Regions from separate parts of the Mus musculus genome. Here all the other regions are linked to region 1. The links are chromatin contacts, called in public Hi-C and HiChIP or PLAC-seq maps. All regions are on one chromosome and are shown on one strand. Each heading gives the region's core, a stretch centred on a gene start, on an enhancer-like site or on the middle of the called end of the contact. The rest is flanking DNA. Distances are from core to core; before and after follow the strand shown.

Region 1 (3,440 bases), core at 246-2,745:
GCTCTTGGGAACAGCAAAAACAATTGTTCTACATAAAGAACTGTGAGGGAGCACAGAGGAGAGGCGGCCATCAGTGTGGCACTGCGGTGCCAGAGAGGATCCCTGGAAAAGGTGATCCAAGATGATATTAGAATAGAGCCTTGTACTAGAGGCAGCAGTGGGAAAGGCTGCCAGTTCCAGGAATGTCACTACTGCCCAAGCAGCAGAGATCTCCCACTAAGCAGAAAACAGCTGTTAAAGCTTTAGATATTAGACAAAATTCCCTTGGCTGTGTAGGGATGCCAATGGGACCAGGAGAAGCAGGCCCAACCAAGTAGAGAGGCTGCATACAATGCTCTGGAGATGGGTGAGCAAGCCTGCTAGGATAGGTCTCTTGTCCTGGAAGGAAGGTGTCTTTAACCAGTCCTCGTGTTGGACATGGACAACCTCTTCCTTACAAGCATATGGCTACTCACAAAGTCAGAAATGTATATGCTGCATCCTCCAAATTCACCTGAAATGTCAATGTAACTTCACGAATGGTAGATGTTCAACCTTAACTACACCAGCACCAGTACTACTTGGAATCACAAATACAGTCACCAAACGTAAGATGGTTCTGAAAATTGTGGTATAGCTTGCTAGATGAACAATTCAGCAGTACATGGGAAGTTGTAATTCTAGAAGCCACAGTGAATGGTAAAAGCTTCTAAAAATCTATATTCAAATCAATATGAAAAATGTTCAGATGGGGGCTGGGAAGAGAGCTCAGCTCGTAGATTGCTTGCCGTGGAGGGATACGGACCTGAGTTTGGAGCCTCAGAACCAATGTAAAACCTTGGTGAAGAAACAGTATGTGTCTGTAAGTGCATCGTTAGAGTAGAGGTAGGGGTAGAGACAGGCAGAGAGCCCTGGAAGTACCCTGGTAAATAGAGAACAACCGAGAAAGGCATCTGCCATTGACCTCTGGCTTCTGCATGCATGTGATGGTGGGTAACCACCCCCCCCAACACATACATGCACACCATTCACTCATCCACATACACAATATAGACATATTGTGTGTACACATATATACACATACATACACGTGGATAGAAAATACTGAACTACTAGCAATGGCACTTTTCTTCTTCTATCTATGTTTTATAGAGCTTTCTTATACTGCTTATATAATGCTTGAATCTAAAGAAGCCTAAACTTGAAATGTGTGTCCTGATCAAGGCAGAGACAGGAAATGCCCTAGATAAATGACACTGTTTATGTGTTTGTTTCTACCATTGCGGGTTCCCTTTTCTTCCTGATTGTATTCTGGTTTGTGTGGTATATTCATTTCACTTGTTAAAGCCCCCTTCAGTCTTTCTCTTGGCCATCGCTGCCCCCTTGCTCCCTTGATCTGTGGGATGTATTGTGATGTCTGCCCACTAATTTTTGCTGTGACTGGGGCTGGTGTCTGGTTGGTGATTCACGTTTGTTCCGAAGCCGAACATCTGTGCTGGTTGCTTTGAAACAGTGCCCCAGGGAATGTGAAAGGCCCTTTGTCTCACTGAAACTTCTTCTCTACAACTGAGACCTCTTCCTGGCTTCTTCTGATTTCCAGCAAGCTACCTCCCTTTTGAGTTCAGGCTATGGGGTTACAGGGTAAAGGAGAAAAAGAAAAGAAAACCAAAGAGGAAAGAGTTTGTGTGGGGAGGGATCTAGTGTCAGCTCATATGGGCCCACGTGCTTCGTAAGTGTGGCAGAGCACCCTTCCCCCAGTCTCACTTTCTTCTGCTACTGTTTTGTGAATGTAGCCTCTGCACACAGGAAGGCTGATAGCAGAAAGACAAATGAGCCCTACTAGAAAACTCATGGAAAAAAGTCTTAAGGGTTTTGCATACTTGGCCAGATGCTGATGTAAGTCCAGAGAGCATTGATAGTCATAACAGTGAGTGGCATCACATGAGCACTGACCAAAGCACTCAAGCTACAGACTGCCTGGCATCCCAAACACTCACCTTTTGGTCTTGCCAAACTTGCTGGAGTTTAAGACGTTGGCTGTATGGCCACTCTTTAAAGTATTCTGCTGGTTTACTATGGAAAGGCTATGAACATGTACACCAAAATGAATAATAATGATACCGTTTTACATGGAATTTAGAAGTTCACTTGTAGGCTTTGGCTGACCCCAGTTTCACCATTTAAGAACCTGCCCTCTTTGCCATTAAGAAGAATTCAGAAGGTTGGAGAGATGGCTCAGTGCTTAAGAGTGCCAGCTACCCTTTCAAAGGTCCCAAGTTTGATTCCCAGCACCCACAAGGTAGCTTTTACCCATCTGTAACTCTGCTCTCTTCTGGCCTCCAGGGGAAGGGCCATGCATGTAATGCAATACATATGAACAGGCTAATACACATACAAATAAATAATATACATATGTATAATATATCTATATATACACACACAGACATAATAAGTATATATGAAGAGTTCACAGAAAGAATCAGGACATAAAAGGTTTGCATGTCACCAAGAATCCTTCTTTACAAAGTAACTGTTTAGCTTCTCAGCAGCTAGTAGAGATGTCACTCAAGGCAGGTGTGCAATGTGCTTCATTATACTTCCACTTGTTCTGAAGTACAGGCCAGGAAGGCTGGCAAGAATGTGAATCCAAAGGATTACACACCTGCCTGAGGCATTGGGAAGGTGCCCGTCCCAGACCACTGGGCTTCTGAGAAGATCCGTCTATGGAGCACATAGTAAGTGGCTGCAGCACCTGCTTGGCCCTTTGCCTAGGGCTCCTCATGTGCAGCTTTCTATCAGCCTTTGTATGGAGTCTGAAAGCAGCTTTGATCAACAGTCTCTAGGGTGGCACCATACTCCCTCATCTGGTTCCAAGGGAAGCCAGAGTTCAAGGCAGTCTGCTGCCTCCTTCTGGCTTTTTCAAGAAGGTACTTTGTGTCCCTGGAGAATCATTCAGGAGTGGCCATAGACTGACTCTTACATACCAAAAACAACTTTTGATAGAAAAGAAATGGCATTCCATTACCCAGTATGCCATTGTGTAACTGAGAGTGAAAACGGCTGTAAAGTTATGGAGTGGGAAAAGGCGCCTTCCAGTGTTCCATCAGCAACTAGCTTAGCTCTCCCTCATCCGTGGTCTTTGTATGCTTTCTGCTGCCCATCATCAAAGATGGCTCAACACTATGCAATGGAAAAGTCTAGAAATAAACAGTTCATGAGTTTTAAATAGCATTTATCACAGTATTTCTCATCTCAATAAATTTGTGTGTGTGTGTGTGTGTGTGTGTGTGTGTGTGTGTGCATGTGTACACATGCTTGTGCAAGACAGAGCTCCACATTAAATGGCTTCCTTAAGAACTCTCTGCTTTATTTCTCAGCACCAGGTCTATCTGCAAACCTGGGCTTCACCGATGTGTGTTGACGAGCTGGCCAGTGAGCTTTCGGGACTTGCTTCAGTACTT
Region 2 (3,440 bases), core at 314-2,813, 230 kb before region 1:
CACCAGGATGGATTTGGATGAGTCCCTTCAGTCCCCTGGCTCTGTTTCCTGGTTTGAGAAATCATTCATAAACCAGGAACATTCAGCCCCATCTAAGATTTCACGACTGCACATCTGTTCACCATGTACTTTAGTTAGTTGTTTAGATCTGCACATCTGTTCACCGTGCTCTTTAGTTAGTTGTTTAGATCATGATGGGTTTTCAGAAGTGGTACTTAAAAGTCAGTAGTTTAAGTTCCAGTTCCTTCCCTAAGGTTTGCAGTGGGATGCCTTTCTCCTACCCAGAGGCGATGTTCTGCCGTTATTTAGCCCTCTAATCTTCAGCACATTTTTAGTGTGTGACAGACATATAGAGAGATTTATACAGCTGGACGACCCTACACATTAGTGTGAAAATGAATGTCTGATTTTCACTGAAGTCCTACTGTGCATCTTTACCTTTTCTGTCATTCTTGCTGATTAATCCTATCGTACTTTGCCACATTTATTTGAGATCAACCTGGATCCAATGACCATCACTGTGAATAAATATTTTACAACATGCAATGGACCTCATTATACTTCAGTATGCCTTTAAATATATAGAAGCTGTGCTCTCATGCCCAAGAAGAGAAAAAGAAAAAAGGAAAAAAAAAGGCAAAAAGAAAAGAAAAGCCAAGCCTAGCCAGGTTGAAGACATTCCTTGACTCCATGGCTTCTCACAAGCAATGTAGAAACCCACTCTCTGGTGCACACAGGCACAAAGATACACACCTTGTGCACCTCTCAGCACACACACAAACACATGCACAGTACCTAACTTGGGGTGCATGTTTTTTCTGGCTCTTACTTCCATTTCAGATTAGGGGTGCTTTGGCCATCAGAAGAGGCATTCAGTATCAAGTGGCTTATGTGGGCAGATTGCAAACAATGAGCCTAAAGAGAACAATGAGAGTAATGTTTATTGGAATAAAAATTAGGTTTTGAATTCCTTGGGGAAATGAACCAAAGCCAATGTTTTCCTGTTAAGTGACATTTTGTTTTTTTAACTGATGCTGCTTGGGATCTTCTAAAGAAGGAAGTGGGGTGGGGGTAGGGGGGGGGGAACTTCAGCAATTCAGCTCTTTGATTCAGAAATGGAATCTGAAAAGCTGTTTTATTGAGGCTTTTGGCAATCCCTGACTTAATCAGTTTTGACTGTGACAAAGACGATAGCCTCACGAATTTAGTGCAAATCCGAGCAGTGGAGGGTATTTTTCAGGGGGGAGATAGCCCAGTTGTTTAAAGAATCCTGGGCCAATAGCGTTTGATAGGCGGAGTTACGGCGGTGCTTTGCTGAGCAAGATAATTCTGAATGAAGACTTTAAAAGCACATGCTGGATGGGCTCTGGTTCCGCCCTTTGTGCAGACAAAAGTGACTGGGTGGCCAGGCTTTGCTTACTGTCCGAGTTAATGCAGCTTGTTTGATAAGGTTTTCTTTAAAAAAAAAAATACATATAAAGGATTTATCAAAAGCCCTCATGAATATTTCATGAGTTGATATATTCAGCTGAATGGATTCAGTGAGTCTCAGTGTGTAACTTGCAGACAAACCCCATCCACAAGGAGGCTGGTGACAGAGGAAGCACTTTGGCGCATTTTCAGAGGCAAAGGCAGCCTGATAAAGCTCCTTGTGACAGGCTGTCTTGCCAGTCTCCCAGTATGCTCCTCTTGCTCTGAAGTGCTCCAGGATTGAAACCACAGCTTCCCAAATTAGCCTGGGAAGAGTGTGCGGACCCAGCAGCCTTTTAACCCGCGTCAGTGCCTTTGCTATGTTCAAGACTGCTGTTTTGGATGGTGAATGCTAGCTAGCACTCCATACGAGACATGACAGCAAAAAATTCTCCAAAAGAATTTACTGCTTCGGAATCTGAGGTTTGCATAAAGACTTTCAAGGAGCAGATGCGCTTGGAACTTGAGCTTCCAAAGCTACCAGGAAACAGACCTACATCTCCCAAAATTTCTCCACGCAGTTCACCAAGGAATTCACCATGCTTTTTCAGAAAGTTGCTGGTGAATAAAAGCATCCGACAGCGGCGTCGCTTCACGGTGGCTCATACATGGTAAGAGTGGACTTAAAGGCATCCCAGTGCTAGGCAGATTCTTGGCTTCTCAGTAGTGATTTAGAAAGGTTGAGAATGGAATGTCTGAGTTTTGCTCGGAATGCATAGCGCAAGTCTGAGTTGAAGGGGTACAGTAGGTCAGCTAAGAATACAGAAGTGTACAGTGTGCTTAAGTATCTTTGTGCTACCTGCTGTTTCCAGATAAAATAAGCCTCTGACCGTGGAGACTCTTCGAAGTGACTGCTTATAAAAATGTCTTTTGGAAAATAGGGAATTGAGGGACCTTTTAAAAGTAAGATTTTTGTTTCATTTCTGTTCTATGATTTTAGCAGTGGGGCTTTGTTTTTGTTTTGTTTTTGTGGTACAAGAATAGGTATTTTCATCTCAATTCTAATCTATTCCTTAAGATAACTTATAAAAGCCTCAATAAATGTGTTGTCTCATCATGACTATGGGGCATAACCAGAGTGAGCTTTCTCCTTACAAACTTTTATCTTTACATTACTTAAAGGGTAGGGAAACTAAGTTCTAACTTACAAAGTGTCACTGACAATCAGTTGTATTATGATTCCAAAAATTTTGTATCTTTTAGGTATGCCAAGTATAAGAGGTTAGTGTCTCTGTAGAAGCTGAGTTGAACTCCCTACCTCCAGCATATATTTTATTTACACTGGATGTAAAAACAGGAGGCTGGCCTCCTTAAAGCAGTGCAGTGAAGAAGCACAAGGAGAGAACCCCAACATTAAGTTACTTTGACCTGAAAAGCCTGGGCCACCTCAGGTTTCTTTGAAGGGATGTGTCTTTCAAATTAAGATAACCTTCCAAATTGGTATTTGCAGCTCAGTCTTATTTAATAGGCAACATGGCAAGAAAAGCAGGATGTGGTTTTTTAAGGTAATCCCCACAGCAATTTTGTGCCTACATGCTAGAGTGCCAGCTAGCATAATCAACCAAGGCCACTGGATATTCGAAAATTAATATGCACTGTGTTGTTTCCTCCTCACCAGGAAAAAAAAAATGTGCTCGCTCTGTGCACAATGTGTTGATTAATCATAGCTACCCATAGAAAGATGTAGCTCACTTTGACAAATAGCCAATGTTCTGCCAACATATACTTCACATAGTTAGAGATGATCTATTTTCTCTTGCTTCTGACTGTGGTGTGGTATTATTTCTTGGAGAACTGTTTGGTCATTTTGATGAAGCGTATGCTGTTATTTCATTGTGCTCGGTTGCCTGTAGAACACACGTGGTTAGGTTTTTCAAAGCCTACCAATGGTGATAGCATTTGTAGAAAGAGGGTGTTCATGTAAAACTATGTGCTGATTGGAAGCAGTCCTTTCTCTCATTCTTTGCCTC
Region 3 (3,440 bases), core at 339-2,838, 130 kb before region 1:
TTTTCTAATTGAGCTCTTGAATCATATCATTTAAAATTCCAGTGGTGTCTGGAGAAATGGCTCAGCAGGTAATAGCACTGGTTGCTCTTCCAGAAAACCTGGGCTCAATCCCCAGCCACTAACTATAACTCCAGTTCTAGGGGATCTGATGCTCTCTCTGGCTTCACTGGGCACCAGGTATAGATATAAATGCAAGTTAAAACACCTATCACATAAAATAACAATCAAAAAATAAAATAAGAAAATACAACTTTCCATCAGTTTTTTATGATATAAAATACATGAAAAATTTCATCCCTTTTAATAGAACCTGAAAATCTAAATTTACACAAGAAATGAACTCTTGATAGATATGGAAGGAAAAATACAACTCTTAGGAAATAGAAAAACAGATGGCTGGAGTTTGTCCCAGTAAGTTCATTTTGAGAAACAAAATTGGTGGATATTTGGAAGTGATCATTACTTGAGAATAATGACACTGGCTAATATAGAAAAGGGAATTAGACTGAGTGGTAGCACATTCTTTTAATCTGAGGAATTTAGGAAGCAGAGACAGGAGGATTGATGCATATTTGAAATCATCCACGGTACACAGAGAGTTCCAAGCCATTCAGAGGTACACAGTAAGATCCTTTCTCAAATACGTGGATACAAATAGAAGAAGGAAGAGTATTAATGAAGCAAAGGCATATATAAAATGGAAAGCACTGGCTTTAGAATTAGGACATAATTAGGAAATAAAAGGGGGGAAAGGAAGTTTACTTCTCATAAATGTCTGATTGGGCTAGAAAATCTATTTTTCACAGTATGGTACACATCTGAAATAAATTCAGGTTCTGAGCAGATTTAAATAGATTTATGAATACACCCACAATCTGAGCACAGAGCAGGTCACAGGAATATACATGTCTTTTATGGGGAGCTTTATGGGACCCTGTACTCTGAGAGAGAGAGCATACTTCAAGTGGTTCAAGTTTAGACAGTCCTTTGTTCTTGTTCTCATGGTGTAGTTTCTCAGAGAATGAATACCCATGGGGTTGCTGGAATCACAAACTCCAAGATCAACTTTATGTGTGCATATATGTGTGCATGCAAACATCATAAAACACTGATGAAAAAATCAGTGAGGTTTTTAGGGAATTAGCCCACACTTTTTTTTTTAACCATAAAGGAAACCAGAAAATGTTGGAACGCATAGACCTAATAACATGCAGAGTCCTGCCCCACCCCCCAGTTGAAGTGATATATCACCATGTCTTTTCCACTAGTTAGCCAGATTAATTGGAGAAAAGAAGAATATGTGTGCTGTGGCTAATCTGCTACTGTGGGGCTCTTTCCCATCAGTCCCTGCTAGCACCCTGTTGTGGGCCCCCATACAACCTGTGTGATGGCCTTTAAAAATGACAAAGTGTACTTCTTAGGTGAGGAGATGTAGCTGGCAATTAAAGAGGCATCCTAGGATTTTTTTTTTTAAAGTAACAGCAACTTCATGATTTTATTTTCCTAACATCTGTTCTATTCAAGCCAAGCCTACTGTGGTGATCCTCATGGAGACAATTCAGCAGTTTCCTAGCAACCAAGTTTCCTGTGGTTTCCTTGGTTATGAGCAATGACATAACTCTTGTGGGTAACTTCAAAAGCACAGAAGAAAGCTCTCCTGAAGAATGAGATTCCAAAAATTTCAGGTTGCTGCTTGCTGGGTGTCTATAAAGGATAAAATATCTCCTTATGGCATTAATAATACTAATGAGTGATAGGGATATTTTGGCATAAAAGCCATATGTTCAATTTTATACACTTTTTTTAGGTCTTTGTCATATACTTGCTCTCCACATCCCCCCCCCCTCTGAAATGGCATCATCTTCCTCTATCTTCTAATGAACTTCTATCTTTAGTCATAGCCAGCAGGTAAAACATAGACTCTTAAAAATTGCAGACAGATTATTTGGGAAGACAGGAGAGGTCCAGTTGCTCAAGGACTTCATAAAAATGTGACTTCTTTGCTAATCAAGCATATTTTAGAGACTTTGATGGAATTGGGGACTGTTGCTTGAGCTCATTAAGGAATTGTTAACTCCTTATAATAGCTATGGAGACATTTGAGGACTAATTTAATCTAAAAAGGCAAAAGCTACAAAGCTGGAATTCAGGAAGTGAGAGTGGGCATAGAAAGAGAACATATTTCAGGCAATTAGGGATGATTCCCCCCCCCCACCCCACCTCCGGAGCCTTAGAGGCCATATTGAATGCTTAGCAGAGTCACCTGGAAACCAATCAAAACATCAGTATAGTTGTGCCTTAGCCCATGGCACAAGTGCATCCCTTAACTGAAATGTTGAGCACCAAAAGGATTTTGAATTTGGGATTATCTGGATTTGGAAATATTTGCACACACATGGTAAGGCATCTATGGGATGCCTGAGGCTAACAGACAAATTCACTCATGTTTCTTTTATACTTTGTATGCATGAACTGCAGGCAATCTGATACACTATTTTTAGCGCACCTGCATTTTTCAGACGCCTATTCCATGAGATCAAATGTGGAATTTTCTATTTGTTCCTCATCCCAAAACTCAAAATGTTTTAGATATTGGAGCATTTTTGGCATTCCAATTTTCTGATTAAATATCTTCAATCCATATGAAATGTTAAAATTATCTAAGAACTTGGTTTGAGATGGCACAGCTCACAGTGTGAATGGGTTATTTGGACAAATCATACTAGTGAATGGTCTAGTTGACTTCTTGGCTGCTGTGTTGATGCACTAACTGAAAAACAACTGGGTTTATTTCACCTTACAAATGGTTTACTTCAGCTTACAGCTCGCAGGCAATCATCCAGGGAAGATAGGGTAGGAGCTCAAGGAGGGAGCCGGGAGGCAGGCCCTGAAGAGAAACATTGCTTACTGGCTTCCTTTCCCCAAATTGTTCAGTTTGCTTTCTTATATAATCCAGACTCATCTACACAGGAGTAGTACCTCCCACAGGGGGCTGGACCCTCCTACATCAATCATTACTCAAGACAATGCCCCACAGGCATTCCCACACAGCAATTTTTTAGAGGCACCTACTCAATTGAAATCCTCTCTTCCCAGGTGACTCTAGTCCATGCCAAGTTGACAAATACTGCACATCAGAGTGGGCAAATGTCCAACACAGGGAATGCTGAAGGCCAAATGGCAGCATCGGTAATCTAGGCAGGGATACTGGAAATCTATGGCCGAGAGCCAGGCCAGAGCTTCAGGATAGAGAAAGGAGAAGAAAACAGCATTTATTGAAGATGATTTGACAGCAGATACTTTATAGACAGCCAACCTTTCAGGAAGGTAGGTATTATCTTCTCCCTTTTTATAATACTAAGCGGCTGAGGAAAAGATACTACATATTTAAAGATACTATAAATAAAAAACTCTGGATAACATTATACCAGAGAGGCAGA

The links. Hi-C and Micro-C count contacts between places; a contact is called where the count stands out from the background. HiChIP or PLAC-seq counts read pairs in DNA pulled down with a chosen protein or histone mark.
Region 2: an H3K27ac HiChIP or PLAC-seq map of neural progenitor cells shows a contact between it and region 1, with 17 times the contacts expected there. The contact joins the promoter of Pde4b here to the enhancer-like site in region 1. A contact is called at or near these places in 2 of 484 Hi-C or Micro-C datasets (cardiomyocytes and forebrain), 7 of 115 datasets of contacts at active chromatin or transcription factors (cardiomyocytes, craniofacial prominence, embryonic basal ganglia and 4 more) and 1 of 9 other capture datasets (macrophages).
Region 3: a Hi-C map of neural progenitor cells shows a contact between it and region 1, with 4 times the contacts expected there. The contact joins two enhancer-like sites. A contact is called at or near these places in 12 of 484 Hi-C or Micro-C datasets (adipose-derived mesenchymal stem cells, astrocytes, brain and 8 more) and 1 of 115 datasets of contacts at active chromatin or transcription factors (oligodendrocyte precursor cells).

What each region holds. Positions count from the first base shown.
Region 1 is chr4:102,482,121-102,485,560 of GRCm38.p6, forward strand. All of the region lies in intron 1 of Pde4b (phosphodiesterase 4B, cAMP specific), which reads left to right. Among named protein-coding and RNA genes, the nearest start is that of Gm52668, 32 kb to the right of the region's middle. Within about 2 kb of position 1,496, at least 23 of the 459 cell types and tissues checked have an H3K27ac peak or open chromatin away from gene starts, as enhancers often do. A contact at or near this core is called in neural progenitor cells, where this site is marked.
Region 2 is chr4:102,253,376-102,256,815 of GRCm38.p6, forward strand. It overlaps Pde4b (phosphodiesterase 4B, cAMP specific), which reads left to right and starts at 1,564. Exons shown (of 15, transcript NM_019840.2): 1 at 1,564-2,081. The coding sequence starts at 1,846.
Region 3 is chr4:102,350,698-102,354,137 of GRCm38.p6, forward strand. All of the region lies in intron 1 of Pde4b (phosphodiesterase 4B, cAMP specific), which reads left to right. Among named protein-coding and RNA genes, the nearest start is that of Gm52669, 4.7 kb to the left of the region's middle. Within about 2 kb of position 1,589, at least 17 of the 459 cell types and tissues checked have an H3K27ac peak or open chromatin away from gene starts, as enhancers often do. A contact at or near this core is called in neural progenitor cells, where this site is marked.